Regions from separate parts of the Mus musculus genome. Here regions 2 and 3 are each linked to region 1. The links are chromatin contacts, called in public HiChIP or PLAC-seq and promoter capture Hi-C maps. All regions are on one chromosome and are shown on one strand. The core of a region is the stretch at or near the end of the contact, and the rest is flanking DNA. Distances in the headings are between cores, read along the strand shown.

What was found. Promoter capture Hi-C pulls out the DNA fragments that hold promoters and counts their contacts. HiChIP or PLAC-seq counts read pairs in DNA pulled down with a chosen protein or histone mark.
Region 2: a contact with region 1 is called in a promoter capture Hi-C map of hippocampal neurons, with 5 times the contacts expected there. The contact joins the enhancer-like site here to the promoter of Fstl4 in region 1. A contact is called at or near these places in 3 of 39 promoter capture datasets (embryonic stem cells, hippocampal neurons and liver), 1 of 484 Hi-C or Micro-C datasets (cerebral cortex), 1 of 115 datasets of contacts at active chromatin or transcription factors (forebrain) and 1 of 9 other capture datasets (liver).
Region 3: an H3K27ac HiChIP or PLAC-seq map of neural progenitor cells shows a contact between it and region 1, with 6 times the contacts expected there. The contact joins the enhancer-like site here to the promoter of Fstl4 in region 1. A contact is called at or near these places in 4 of 39 promoter capture datasets (embryonic stem cells, hippocampal neurons and stem cell-derived epiblast-like cells), 1 of 15 datasets of contacts at CTCF or cohesin (hippocampal excitatory neurons), 4 of 484 Hi-C or Micro-C datasets (bone marrow-derived DN3 thymocytes, nephron progenitors and ventricular fibroblasts), 5 of 115 datasets of contacts at active chromatin or transcription factors (embryonic stem cells, forebrain and neural progenitor cells) and 2 of 9 other capture datasets (liver and pancreatic islet).

Annotation. Positions count from the first base shown.
Region 1 is chr11:52,762,444-52,767,211 of GRCm38.p6, reverse strand. It overlaps Fstl4 (follistatin-like 4), which reads right to left and starts at 2,506. Exons shown (of 16, transcript NM_177059.3): 1 at 2,330-2,506.
Region 2 is chr11:52,600,130-52,604,897 of GRCm38.p6, reverse strand. The region is part of intron 1 of Gm30366 (a long non-coding RNA gene); the gene reads right to left. Among named protein-coding and RNA genes, the nearest start is that of Gm30366, 23 kb to the right of the region's middle. Within about 2 kb of position 2,502, at least 14 of the 459 cell types and tissues checked have an H3K27ac peak or open chromatin away from gene starts, as enhancers often do. A contact at or near this core is called in cerebral cortex and hippocampal neurons, where this site is marked.
Region 3 is chr11:52,917,187-52,921,954 of GRCm38.p6, reverse strand. The region is part of intron 3 of Fstl4 (follistatin-like 4); the gene reads right to left. Among named protein-coding and RNA genes, the nearest start is that of Fstl4, 150 kb to the right of the region's middle. Within about 2 kb of position 2,189, at least 41 of the 459 cell types and tissues checked have an H3K27ac peak or open chromatin away from gene starts, as enhancers often do. A contact at or near this core is called in neural progenitor cells, where this site is marked.

The DNA.
Region 1 (4,768 bases), core at 1,257-3,756:
GGTAACTACACATAAGCAAGAAGGTGGGACTTGGAGAGAAAAGATACCTCCAGAGGTAGGGTAGACACTTGGGACAGGTTTGTGAAAACGTAACCATTCAATACCAGTTCCCGGAACAGGCTATTAAGTCAAATAGAAGACCATCACATGAGGACACAGTAAATAAACCGGTCCTCCAATTCCTTAACAGAAGGAAAAGCACAGTGAGTGACCCAGTCTCTCCCTCCTTCTCTCACCTACTGGGCACAACCAGGGGAATCAAAGTCCTGACATTGCCCAGTTCAGCGAGCTGGTCTCACTCTGGGAAAGGGGGTTGGGATGGGGAGAACCTTTCTGCAATTAACAAAACTTGGTGACATCAAATTCTAAGAGGAAAAGTAAAAGCCCCCGGGACAACATAATTAGGACTGCTAACACATGGACCCTTTCCCTGGATGACCTTTGGTTCAGGCTGAAGTCTTCCTGGGAAGAGTGAGGTATTGGGCCCCATGATAGGAGGAAGAAAGCCAGCATTCAGCTGACAGTGGCAGAATAACCTGGGCCTGAGGTCCCTTCTCACACAACTGAAACAGGAAGTCACTGGGTTCTGCCAGAGAAGTGCTGGGGCTATGATACCACACAAGTCCTAGTCACTCCCCGACTCGTTTGCTTTCCACACCAATGTCCACACCAGAGCCTATCCTCAGAGTCAGAGGGACCGGAACAGATACTGGCCAGTATCAGGGACGAGAACAGACTGTTAAAATTCTCCCTTGCATCACCAGTGGCTGCTGGGCAGGAATATAACTTGAGGGCTTTCTGGAAAAGTCCTGACGTCTTCTTCATTCCCCCCCCACTTTTTTCCTCCTTAGAAAATGCCAAGGGGTGTTGTTCTCTGTACGGATTTTTTGGCTAGCAAGTACCCCATTTCTGTGTAAGGCATATAAAGGGGTGGGTGGATTTGGGTACCTCGTGGCAGGGGAGGGTACCTAGTACAATTCTTGGAGCACAGGCTTGCAACAGATTTACTAGGACAACAGACCAAAGCTACTGGCGCTGTCTTTCACTCATGGAAAGCTCGATAGAAGCGACACCTAGAGGGGACGGAGGGGAGACTACCGAAGCGCTATTCATCAGTGTCAAGAGACGGTTATCTGGAGGGAAGTCCTCTAGGCAGGGCAAGGTGGACCAGCTCTGGGAGAAAATGCAGACCTGGTGGGGGCGAGGGGAAACTCCCAGAGAACTCTGAGCTGACCAAAGGACAGCATAGACGCTCGCCAAATTCTGGGCACCACGAGCCCTACCGACCGCTGCCAGTCAGTTTCTTCCCTTGCAAGTTTCAGGACAGGAAGTCCTCAGGTGGCAGACATAGGGGAAGCCAAGTGGGACACGGCTTTGTCAGCTGCAGAGAGTGCTCAAAGCCTCGTGCTGCAGTGCTACCCAAACTCCAGGCGACATGCGCCCCAAGAGCAGCGCTCTGCCTGCGTTTCCCAGGTCTCCTCTGAAACTTAGAAATGGTCTCTCTTCCTTCGGTGGAGCAAAGAGGGGCCGAAGTCAGTCAGCACAGTTGCTCTTAGCACCTACCCACCCACCCCCAACCTAAATATCCTCAGGACAAACTGCTCCCTAGAGACTTCCCAGTGGGTTACAGCAGCTGCTTACTGGCAACAACTGTGGCCTCGCAAGATGAAAGCCACAAGGTCCCCAGGGCAGGGTTCTGCTAGGATGCCCTCTTCTTGAGCTCCTTACACTGAGGGCCATGGGATAACGAGGGCCAAGAGAGGCGCAGATTATCTTTGGGCTGCGACAAGGGGACGCAAGTTTCCCCGCAAAGCGGAGGGGAAGAAGGTGCAAAGGATGCCCGCCCCGCACTCTAGATCCCAGCCAAGGGCACAGGTCTGAGCCAGGGTCTGTCGCTAGGGTTTGGCTGAGGCCATCCGGGGGTTCAGAGCCCAAGAGCGGCGCCTGCAGGGTCTCGGTGCGGATCGCGAGCTTCGGGCTCAGCCAGAGCAGTTCTGCGTGGCGCCCCGCGCGCCTATAAGGATCACTCCGTTCCCCACCGCTGATCCCCGGGTGTCAAACCCCATGTACCCCAGCTTTAAGCCCCCAGTCCTAGCGCATCCAGGGTGGCCCTGCCGAGTCCCGGCCCTGTGGTCCCGTGCCCGTAGCCAGGCGCGCAAACTTGGCTCTCCAGGCGTGGGCAGTGAGAACCTGCGAACGCCCGCACCGGGCCCTGCAGCGAGCTGCGGAGCTGCGGGCGTCGGGACCCGGGCGGAGAGCAGCGGGACGAGCTGGCGGCGGTGGCACGACTCGGACACCCGCATCTTCTCCGGAGCTGCGACCCGCTTACCTACGGCGGCCGGGGCCGAGGGAATGACCAGGTGGCCGGACTCGGGTGGAAGGGAGGGAGCGCCCCGTGGCGGCGACAGAGGCGGCGACCCGGACCCCGCGTCCTCGGCTGGGTCGTCTCCGGCTGTCGGCTGGTCCCCTGGCGTGCTAGAGATAGTCCAAGCTCCAGCTCTCCGAGCCTCCGCCGCCCGCCGCTGTGCCACCGCTGCCGCGGCTGCCCTATTTCTGCCGCCGGGACCGGAGCCCGTGACGTCACCCTCCGGGCCCCGCCTGCCCAATCGCCGCCACCTGTGCTCGCCTCCCGCCTGCTTGCGGGTCAGACCCCGCGGCAGGTGTAGAGCAGCCCGGCGCGCAAGCAGAGCGCGAGGATTCCCTGTTCCCTGCACCACCTGGGCCAGACAGCTCTCTTTCCCCTGGCTCCCAGGAAGCTCAGCAGGTGACAACCCCCTGCCTCTGTTTTCCCACTTACCCCTCCTCTCCTCTAAGCTCTTTTCCGGGCCAGCCTCCCCCAAGGTTGTGCTTTGCTCAAAGCGCAGGATTGCTCTCAATCAGCGGCCATTTCTCGTGAAACCTTACGGGGTCGGTACATTGCACCAAGAGAGATGTCCCTGAAGCAATATTCAGGGAACACTCCTCCCTGCATTGAGAACCAACTACCTGTGAAAGAGCAAAGTTTTCTTTACTCCCAACTAGAGACGCTTACAAGATTCCCAGGTGACATTTGCCAAGCCTGACCAGGCTGAGCCGGGAACGTGTCTTGTTCCTAAAACAAGACACTTTCCTCTCCTGGGCCTAAGACCTCAGCTTCCTGGCTTTTCCATCTCTTTTCTCTTCTCTTCTCTTCTCTTCTCTTCTCTTCTCTTCTCTTCTCTTCTCTTCTCTTCTCTTCTCTTCTCTTCTCTCTTTCCTCCACAGCTCTTCATATGTGCTCAGCTAAATTGCAAACACCTCTGTCACTTTCGACCTAACCTCACAGTTGCCCAGGTCCTGCCTCCTACTGTGCTGGTGTGGATGTCCAATGGCTTTCTGTCCTGCCCATGCCTTTGGGATCTCTCCTGATTTGCAGGAGGGCTCAACGGGGCTTCCCTGCAGATAAGATTAGTTAAATAGAAAAGAAATTGTGGAAATATGAAAGGCTGGTTGAGTCTGTCCTTCCATTGGGCCCCTGGAGTACAAGCCTCTGGGCTGGTTCCGGAAGATACTGCAGTGAGTGGGGCGACAGAGCCTTTCTTGCTCAGGTTGTTGGTGTAGGATCTAGCCCTCCTTCCACCACTGTCCAGAGAGTGGTGCAACTCAGACCCGGTTGTAATTGCTTCTCAGCTGCAAAAAATCAAAGTGACTTCCAAGTCGTAGTCAGCTGTGACTTGGCCAGTGAGCGCCAAAATTTGCACTCAGATATAAAAAGGCAGCGGTATTCTCTGTGCCCTGGGGCTGTGGCCAGAATGATGCTCTCTGCTATTTGACCATGATTTTCTGCCAATGCCATCCATGAATGAATCCCCAAGGCTGGCTGGAGGCTGGATTCTCTGAATATACCTGGAATTCAGGAGGTGAGGCACAATTTCCATCTTGAGAAAGAGAAAATGAGTGCCCCTAACAGGTGCCAGGGGGCACAGAAGTGATGTCCCGCTCCCCCAACCCCTTCTGAACTTGCATCCCCAGTCTGCAGATGGGACTAAACCACACAGCTCTCCAAGATGAGGTGGAAAAAGAGGCATATCCCTCTTTTCTAAGCATCAAGTCGCTGAGGCAGCCCAGTAGCCAGAGTGCAGGATTCCAGGCAGGAGAGTGGTGTTTCATTTTTTGAGGTTGTTGTTTTTTAATAACTAGAGGTCACGTATAAGTCAAGGCCTGCAGACTGACCAAGACCAGAAATAGCCACGTTTAATGTTCTAAACAACGTTGGGCTTCTTCATGCTTCCCAAGGAAGGAGAAGGAGAACGAAACTGCTATGAAACAGATGTTCAGATTACTCCCCAAGAGCTGATGCTGACCTCCACGGCGAGCCGTTGTGACCACTGAGCGGAAAACCAGAGTGGGATAACGAGTCACCTTGGAATAAGAGAAAGTGACGTGGGAAGGTTGGAGTCGAACACACCTCCGAGAGGCAGCATTGGGTGCCGCACGCATGCTGATGCCTCTTCCAGTTGCTTTGTGCTTTCACCGTGTATTTCTTTGTTTTACTAGCACATTCTGGGCTGGGAATGAAGCTGGTTTTCCCACAGAGACTTTTGGAATTTGCTTGCATCTTTCCTTGCATCTTCGTTTCAGGACTTGCAAGCTTCTCGTTAGCTAACTAGGATTCTTGGGGGAAGTTTTGTTGCTTTGTTTATTTATATTTTTTAAAGATTTATTTATTTATTATATGTAAGTACACTGTAGCTGTCTTCAGACACACCAGAAGAGGGCGTCAGATCTTGTTACAGATGGTTGTGAGCCA
Region 2 (4,768 bases), core at 1,253-3,752, 160 kb after region 1:
GTCCCCATGAGGCTGAGTGGGGGATTCAGCTCACCCAGAGGACCCCTGAGACAGCACAGTGATCCCTGTCACATTGAGTTTCTTCTGCCTCAGTTCATCACAGATAGGAACACATGCATACATACATACATACATACATACATACATACATACATACATACAAATGCATGCACAGATATTCATCCACCCAGCCTTCCCACCTCCCAGCCCAGCAGGCTACAATTACATCAATTCGGAAACTGCAGACAAGTCATTGGGGTTTACTCGCTACCTTCTAATTAGCATTACACACTGATTATCTGAGGCTATTGATATTAGCTTTAATCAGTAATTACAAAGCTCACATAAAATATTTAATAACTATTCATAATACAAGAAATTTGATTAAGGACAGGACAGAACATTTTCCTTGAATTTTCATAGTGGTCTCTGAAAAGCTCAGCTGGGTTCATCCCAAACAGGAGTAAACACAGCCAAAACCATGACCCACCAATGCAGCGGGAAATGGCTGATTCGGATGCACGCAGCCCTGTGCTGGAAAAGGCTCAGTATCAGCTAGGGGAAATGGGCTAAGGGGTGGGCCATTCCGAAGGAGAAATGTGAGTGCCAACAAACTTAAAGGGAAATTTTGAGTTTCACTGGTAGTTGAGCAACATTCATTTAAATTTGACACCCAGTATATTCAGCACATTGACTGACAGTTCACCCTGGTACGTCTGCTGCTATTGATTAAAATGGGTCCCAGGCCACCACCGCCTCCTCATCTGCCCCTTTCTTCCCTCATGGAAAATGCAGCCCTTGCCAGCAGTCACCTCCCACCCAGCCTTCTGCAATCACGGGGCAGGAAGCAAGAAGCGGCTTTGATTCTTTTTCTTTCTGGTTTGATCTGGTTTGGTTGGAGACAATGTCCAGCCATGTAATCCAGTCTGGCCTTGAACTCACCACCCTCCCACCTCAGTTGCCTGAGTGATAGGATTGCTGGCACACACCACTGTGCCCCCTAATTTTCAATGTTACCTCCAGCTACACCAAATGGCCAGAAGTAGCCCACAGAGCCACCATTGATCTCTACCTCTTCAGCCCCCTGTGAGAGACCAGGGACAAGCATATGGGCTAGCTCTGAGATCTTAGATAAGAAGATACCCCAGTGGAGCACTCTGCCAAGTGAACTGTGACACAGCCATAGTATACACAACCCAAAACGTGGAATAGCAGAGAGCAGCAGCTGTGTCAAACACAACAGCAGACAGGTAGCAGCGAGCGACCCACACGCCTCAGGCCTTGTTTCACAAGGGCAGATTTCCTGAAGGCTTCCTTTGCCCAATCATGAAGACAATCAAAGGGGCCACAGCAAAGGTGAATTGAGCCCTGATCTTTCTCTATGGGAAAAAGGGGGGGCAAGGAGCTCTTTCCATTCTCTTCCTCTGCTGGGAGAGTCCAATCAGGCACCTCCCCTACTGACTCCCTGAAGCACAGCCTTTAATCATGGCTTTTCAATGTCATTCACTAGACCCCTACCACAAACATCACACCCAAAACATTAGGAGGTTTTAAGTATAGCCAAACTCTTGAAAACACAAAGGAGTGTTTTCAGCTACAAAGTTTACACTCAAGAACTAAGCAATTGCACTGGGGGGTGGAGGGGGGGAAATCTTAGAATGTTAAGTTTACAATTTTATGTTAGGCAGCATTCCTGCGTATCGGAGCCAATGCATGGGCACGGTTTGGACATGCCCAGTAAATTCTGAGAAGTGATTTAGAAACGTCTAGAATGCTATAGTTTGAACCTTAGTTCTCTATTCTGTAACCAGATTGCTTGTGTTCAAGCACTCCTCCCCCCTGCGCTAGCTCTGTGACCTCGTGCACACTGTGTAGCATGCCAGATGATGCTCAACTCTGTTATCTTTGGAGAGTAGATTCAGGGGCAGGGTTGGTGCACTCAGAGCCCAGGGATTTGCACCATGAGCCACTCTGCCTAAATGCCAGCTATTGCCTTGAGTAGGCATGTCAGGGATGCAACAGTAAAGGATTAAACGTAGGTGAGGAGGGCATGCCCTGGTGAGAAATGGGCTTTAGCATTTGAAAAGGTGACTTGCTTGTATTTATGACTAACCTGTCCACCTACTGAGTTTATTTTAGGGATGCATGCGTGAACAGAAGAGTGGGGGCAGGAACACCAAGTCCTTGCTCCTAAACTCCAACCTATAAAAGGCCAGGTGGGACTGAAGGCTCCAGGCCCACATCTCTACCCAGGTGAGAACGTGGAATGCTTTGAAGCATGCTAGTCAGAGAACACACTTCTGCACACAGCGTGAGATGGCTTCCCTACTCCGAGTATAGGAAACTCCTCCCAAGTCACACAACAGAACGGGGATATTATCTCGCCAAACCCCACGCCTGCAACTTTCACGCAGCAGACGCTTTTGTTCCCTCAGCCTGGCAGAATTGAGTAAGACCCATCCGAAGCGGTGACTCTGGGGGAGGAAAGACAGACGTTCCGGAGGAAGAGGGCTAGAGGGGACCATCACAACCCTATCCGCGAGGAACATATTCTCACTGCAGAAGGGACAGACCTGCCCCTTGCATCCACCACCTGCTCCGCCTCCCCCTGTAAAACTTTCAGCTCCAGTGACACAGGCAATCTCAGAATCCATGCCGGGCTCTCCCACTGAGGGCATGCTGCCGGGACTGTGTGTCCTGCAGTGACTGGTACTCCTTTCTGTCTCTTTCTGTGGCTGTCTGTAGCGGTGCCACTGTGGGAACCAAGGCTGAAAGCCAAGAGAGCAGGTCCTGAAAAAGTGCCAGATAAGCCAAGGGGTGATGTGCCACAGGGAAAGAGAGCTTAGGAATGCTTGTTAAGATACACTTCCTTAGCCACCCCCAAAAGGTTCAGAGGTGTTACCAATGTGCCCAGCTCATGCTTATAGCGAGGAGGGGCAAGGCCCTCCCCACCCCCACCCCCACCCCCACCCCCACACACCTCCCAGTAATACAACAGTAATACACCACCGGGACCAGGACAAGACTGTGATGATTAATGCTGATTGTCAACTTGGCAGGGTCTAGAATCACCTACGAGACAAACCTCTCAGCACACCTGTAAGAAGCTGTCTGATGAGGTTAGTCTCTGGGCATGCCTAGGAACATTATCTTGATTAGGTTAATTGAGATGGGAGACTTGGGCTTAGGTCTTGACTACATAAAAAGAAAAAACTGAGCAGACATGCCTTCTTGCGGTAAGGGACCGTACCTTGAATTACCAGCCAAAATAAACCCTTTCGTCATCAAGTTGCCCTTTGTAAGGGCATTTGATCACAGCAAGGGAATAACAACAACAGCAACAACAACAACTAAGGCAAAGGCATGGTCATAGGGCCGTAAGAGGATGGTAGAATCGTGGTGGGCAGAAGGGGCAGATAGTGTAGCTTGGGCCAAGGCTAGGATCAGCTGTGATCATAGAAGCCTAGTGGAGAAAGGCAGCATGGACAGTTTATCCAAAAGGTCACAATGACACACGCCTTCTCTCACAGGCCCATGGTCACTGGCAGCCTCAAGGTCAGGTAGATCTGCCAGGACCAGCAGAAGTGCACCGGAGTCAGACTCCACTGCTGCTATGGAGGACACAGGGCAAACATGACACTTCGGGTGGTTCCTGAGAACCCTGGGGTCGTCATCAACCTCTGACCCTCTTCCCACACTGTTCAGACATGCATCTTTCTACCCTAGGTCACAGGAGCCAGAGAAGCAACCACCACCTAGATCTCCAGCAGGTCACACACACTCCCGGAGCCTCCAGATCCTTCTTTACTCAAACCAGCCCAGTCCCAGTTTCCTACACTACCCAGGAGACCCTTTTCAGGTGTCACAGCAAAAGCAGGCCATCATGTACTTTCCAGCATCCCTAGGGCAAGGCCTGCATCTGGGCCAGCCCACTCCTCCTGACATACGGAGCAAGCAAGAGATGTTTTCTATTTTAATGGCCTCAGTTAAATGTTTCATGGGCAAAGACTGAGGCCAGATCACTTTATAACAATTCTTCTGGTTCCTGCATAATTGATGTCCCTTATGCACTTTTCATGATCTAATTTATCTACCTCCTAAAATATTATGTAAAGCCCGAGTCCCATCGGTAATGATCTATGTCCGATTATAAAGTCCACCAAAGGATTTGCTACCCAAGCTGTGTTTGGGGACATAAACTAAGCTGTGCTCTGTGGAAGCAAGACAGGTTCCAGGCAGGGATGGAAGTCTAGGGCAGAGGCTGAGAAAACCTAGCCTTAAGTTTAGAAAATGAACTAAGGACAGACAGCAAGGGGGACTGACCACCTAGAGGAAGAAAGAGGGAGATGAGGGGAGTAGAGACTTGCAAAGCTCAGCTATGGAGCACCATTTGGCCCCATCAGGTGGTGACAAAGACAATGGTGAAAGGTTAGCAGCTGCCACATAGAGAGATGAAGGGCCAGGCACTAAGCTAGCAGTTCCCAGGCACTATCCTGTGAAGTCTCCACCCAAGAGCTAGGGACTTCTGGAATGCTCCCATTTTACAGGTAAGAAAACTAAGGCTTGAGAAGGTACATTCTTTGCTCAAGTTCCCAGAATTAGGAAACAGAAGTGGTGAAGTTCAAATTCATGCAGTGAGGTACAGAGCCCAGGGTCCTGTTCCTTGGCAAGGCCCAGTGCTCTGGCACCAGCCATTGCCCAACCGTGATGAACTCTCTCTCTCTCCAGGGACCCAGCCACACAGCACTAATCACAGCTCTGTGGCTTC
Region 3 (4,768 bases), core at 940-3,439, 160 kb before region 1:
ATCTTTTTTATTGCTCTTGGTTGATTTAGAGAAGATTTTGTGTAGCATAGGCCAACCTTGAACTTACTAAGTTGCTGAGGATGACCTTGAGCTACTGGCCATTCACTTGCCCTCAGCATCTCTAGTCTGCTTTTCTTTCTAGTATCTAGGAACAGTCTGTCTCTCAGAGCATCCCCTTGTCCAACCTCCCCAGCCTCCTGGTACAACACTTTCACATAAACACTAATCTGACTTTTCCATGCCACCATGAGAATCAAAGTTCAAAGAGCCAGTGTTGAGGATCTTGATGTTAGCATAGGCGGACACTCAAATGGAAGATGCCATTTCCAGAGGGCAAATGAGGAGAAGGAATGGGCACAAAGCCAGTATGGATGGTATGACCGCTCTTAGAAATGTCTGTTAAGAAGGTGAGCAGGTAAAGGACACTTGTCTCCAAGTCTGATGAAACGAGTTCCATTCCTGGAACCCACGTGGTGTAAGGAGAGAACAAATTTCTACAATGTACCAAGTACAATGTCATTCCTATGTATTATCATGTCAGCTGGAGAAGGCAGCTTTGAGGTTGTTACAAAGTAGCACCATCAAATGGAAAAGTAAACTTCTGTAACTCCAGGAGATCAGTGGAGTAGAACAGCTGAGCTCTGGTTTCCCATGGGTGAGCTATCCTCTCCTGTGTGGATTATCTGTCTGTGTGGGTTAACTGATGCCAGTCCTTGTGAACACAACAAAAGTAACAATAAAGTAACAACATCTGTGCTCCACAGGCACATCCTGGCCCCACTCACATGTACACACACACACACACACACACACACACACACACACACACACAGAAACAAACATATTACATTTTTTTTAAAAGAAAGAATTGTCTGAGGCATTAGAGATACCCCTTTGGCTGTGACTGTGAATTTCCGAGAACAATTAACTGAAGAAGAGAGAGATGGCCTGAACACGGCTGACACCATTCTACGGCCAGGTCTCAGGGAAACAGAAGAAAGCTAGGTGAGCAGGTTAGAGGATGGGAAGGACCAAGAAAGGTAGGTGGAGGCCTGGGAGGCCAAGGTCCAACTTCTTCACCTGGAGTACCAGGGCAACCCTGAGCACTTATGTGCCAGACAGTCAACCCGTTCTGTGTTCTAAGAGTCCTCCAGACAACCCGACCAGGTGCTCATGTCACATCAGTGGTAAGGGTGTTACAGAGCTGTGGAGAGCTGGGGGACCAATATGGCGGCCACTGTTTACCATGTGGCAGTGGATGCCAGAGTGTTGTGTGTGTACATTGTCATGCCACCCAGAGGAAGGAAGAGGTCAGGAGGTGTGGTTATATTTTTTTTTCCCAATCCAGATCTAGGTGATAGAAGGATTTCACTTAAATCTTTAAGTCATTCTGCCATGCACCCTCTCGCCACCCATTGGCTCAGAACCCATCTTGCAGTTGGAGCTGGAATCTACTGTGCGTACAGGGAGGGGGACAGTGAAGGTGCTGTTTCTTCATGAAAAAAAAATTCTTTGCTAAGCACATGCTGATTTTCCTGGTTAAAGAATAAGGGAGTATAATCTACCCAGCACCAAATACCCTGAACTAATATATCTCCAGTTTACAAAGCTCAAGTTGTCTGAAAGAAATAGCTGGGGATATTTTTTGTTTTTGTCTTAACTTTTGTTTGTTTTTAATTTAACGTTTGTTTGTTTTTAACCAAAGATTAAACTTTACCAGTGTTCCCAACTCTGCATCACCAGTGGGGCTGGCTCAGAGCTACTGCTTGCTCTAGGAGGGAAGAGGCAAGGGAGCCCACCCTACCCACCGCCCACAAGCTTGCACCTCTGGGGGTCTCCTCACAGGCTGGGATTCCTGAGCATCGCCTGGTCTGGGTGACAGGGTCGTTGTGCAGGCATAAAAGAAAGGACTGCACAGTCTGAGGTATAAAAAGAAGCCTTAATCTCGAGCCAGACAAAGCAGCACACAGACACAGGTGGCTAAAATAAATTCCAAGAGTCACTCGGTACTTCTGAGTAATTGTGCGGCTGGCTGAAGATGCACTGTACTTTCGATGGCGTGGGGAGCGGGTTGTGTTTCATCAGAAGCAGGAAATGCAGATCAAAGACTGGAGGTTAAGGATGCTGAGATCACAGCAGAAGGCAGCTGAGCCCCTGGATGATTTCCAAGAGGCCAAGCCTCAGGCGGGAGAAAGTAACGAGGATGTAACAAATTGTAAGTCGAGTCTTTGTTTCTCAGTCCTTGGGCTGGCACTGGACCCTCTCAGACAGCCAGATAAGCCTCCCAGGAGCAAGAAGCCCCCCCCCCCCCGGGGGGAGGGGAAACGGTATGCTTTCAAACACCTGTTCCCGCCGCTGATCAGCAAATGGGAACAAGAGATGTCTCCCACCCCCTGAGATTTTAAGACAGGTGGCCTGGGTCCCCTGTTAGAGAAACTATTGGGTCCTGGCAACAAAACAGACCTCCTGGCTCTGCCAGTCCAGGCTCCACCCTCTGGCAGTTTTCCAACAGGGGTGCCAGGAAATCTGACAAAAAACGGTTGTCTCTACTTCTCAAGGTCTTCCTAAGGGCGTGTAGAGTAGTCTCACCATGAAAGGCTTGTTTGTCCTGGAGACCAGACCTTGTGAGTGAGGCACAGTCAACCACACGTCTAGAGCCCCATAGTGGGTGTATACAAGACTGGTGCACTTCTTGGTAGGGAAGAGGAGAATGGCTGATTTGTGGTACTCCTTCCTTCTCAATAGATGGAGATGCAGCAAGGCCTCTGCCTACATAGTGCTTACCACCCTGAGCAGCTATTCGCCACCTCCTGCTCCCTGCACATTCCCACAGGGTACATAGGCAACAGAGGCCCTGACAGTCAACATCCCCACCTCTCCACCCAAGCAGCTTCTAATTTTAAGTTGAGCCGAAGTGGATGGTTTCCTTGGGACAGCATTTACCTATAACACTTGGTTGTCCATTCATTTTTCTGTCTGTCCAGCCCTCCCTCCATCCCACAAAATTCATCTTGTGGCCTACGGCTTTTGCCACATGGCCACAGATGGGTAGAATGAACAAGGCCTTTCTACTCAGGTTGCTCCTAGGGCAATGGTAAGCTCTGTAGATGCAAAGCAAGCACCACTGCAAGAGATGCCTCAGGCTGACACCAAAGAGAAAGCACCACCAAGCTGCAGGTGCCAAGCTTTTTCTACCATGGTCAGGACAGATGACACTGAGCCAGCATACTTGGTCTAGAGAGCAAGGAGCAAGCAAACACACACACACACACACACACACACACACACACACACACACACACACACAGAGAGACCCTATTCACTGGGACAACAGTATAGGAGCGTAAAGCACACAGAGAAAATGAGAGGAAGCCTGGGTAGTACCTTTATGGAAGTGCCTGCTGGGCATTGATCAATCCCTAGATTCTGTCCCTAGCATCTAAAACAACCAACCAACGTGCCAACCAAACCCAGGATGAAGCTGCGGGGTCTCCAAAGCTTGAGTACAGGAAGCTAGGCTGTAGACAGAGCCATACTCTTCACTTTTCAGGAAGCCCCAAAGCTATTAAGGGTCTGATTTGTGGCGCTTTTGCCTTTGGTGGTTCTCATGGTGGCTGAGGGAAGGTGACTGACTGGTTTGAAGGAAAAGAGGTAAGCTTGGGGTGGAGTGGGGGTGTGTAACTGTCCCACTAATTGTGACCACTAAGGTAGGCCTGGTGAAGTAGGCAGCAGGGGCAGAATCCATAGACAGGCCTTGCTGGCCAGGGAGAAAATGGAGGACAAGAGTACAGTGGCCTCCAGGGCGGGGCACACACTCAGATCCCTAGTCTCTCCAGCAGCTACTCCCCTCGTAAGTGTCCTGGTGTCCCTCCAATGGCCCTGTGGCTGTTTACTCTGACTGCTGGCTGTGAGCTAAACACCCCTTAAATGTTTCTTATACAGTACAGGCTTTTTTCCCCTTACCTGGAAACACTTGGGTGGCTTAATTTGTTTTCTGGAATAACAAAAGCAATTAGGCTAATTGCCTTCAGAATGGGGCGCTCAGAGGCGACAACCTCAACACCACACAGGAGGCGACTGGCAGGTTCCTTCTAGGCTCATAATTTATGGGCTAATTTTCCTGTCCTGTCAAGGGCAGGAACATCTCAGGAACAGAAAAGTGTGGGGTTGGGCAGACTCCAAGGCCTCCCTTCACAGCTTCTTAGCAGCTACCCTCACTGGAAAGACATAAATACCAGCCAGTTATTTCTACCACAGTGGCACCAGGGCATTTGCCATAGTGGTATCGGGGCATCAGACCCTTTCTAACCAGCAAAGCACCCACAACGGAAAAGGGAACTTGTCTTAGAGCCTTGTGTTGCTGCTGAAAATATGGTTTTCCCACTTTTCCCTAAAATTCCATCTTGATGAGTTAGCCCAGATTTGGAGAACTGTCTTGAAATGACAGGAACCACAGTTTGGGACATGTAGAGATGGCATCCTGACCTAGGCTCCCGGATGTATGTATGGCGATTCAGTTCTAGCAAGTGATGTTTTGTTTTTGTTTTTTTGTTTTTGTTTTTGGGTTGTTTTTGTTTTGGTTTTTTTGTTTTGTTTTGTTTTTCAAGACAGGGTTTCTCTGAATAGCCCTGGCTGTCCTGGAACTCACTCTGTAGACCAGGCTGGCCTCAAACTCAGAAATCTGCCTGCCTTTGCCTCCCAAGTGCTGGGATTAAAAGTGTGCGCACCACCGCCCAGCTATCACTGGCTGTGCCTTAGGGTAGAAAGA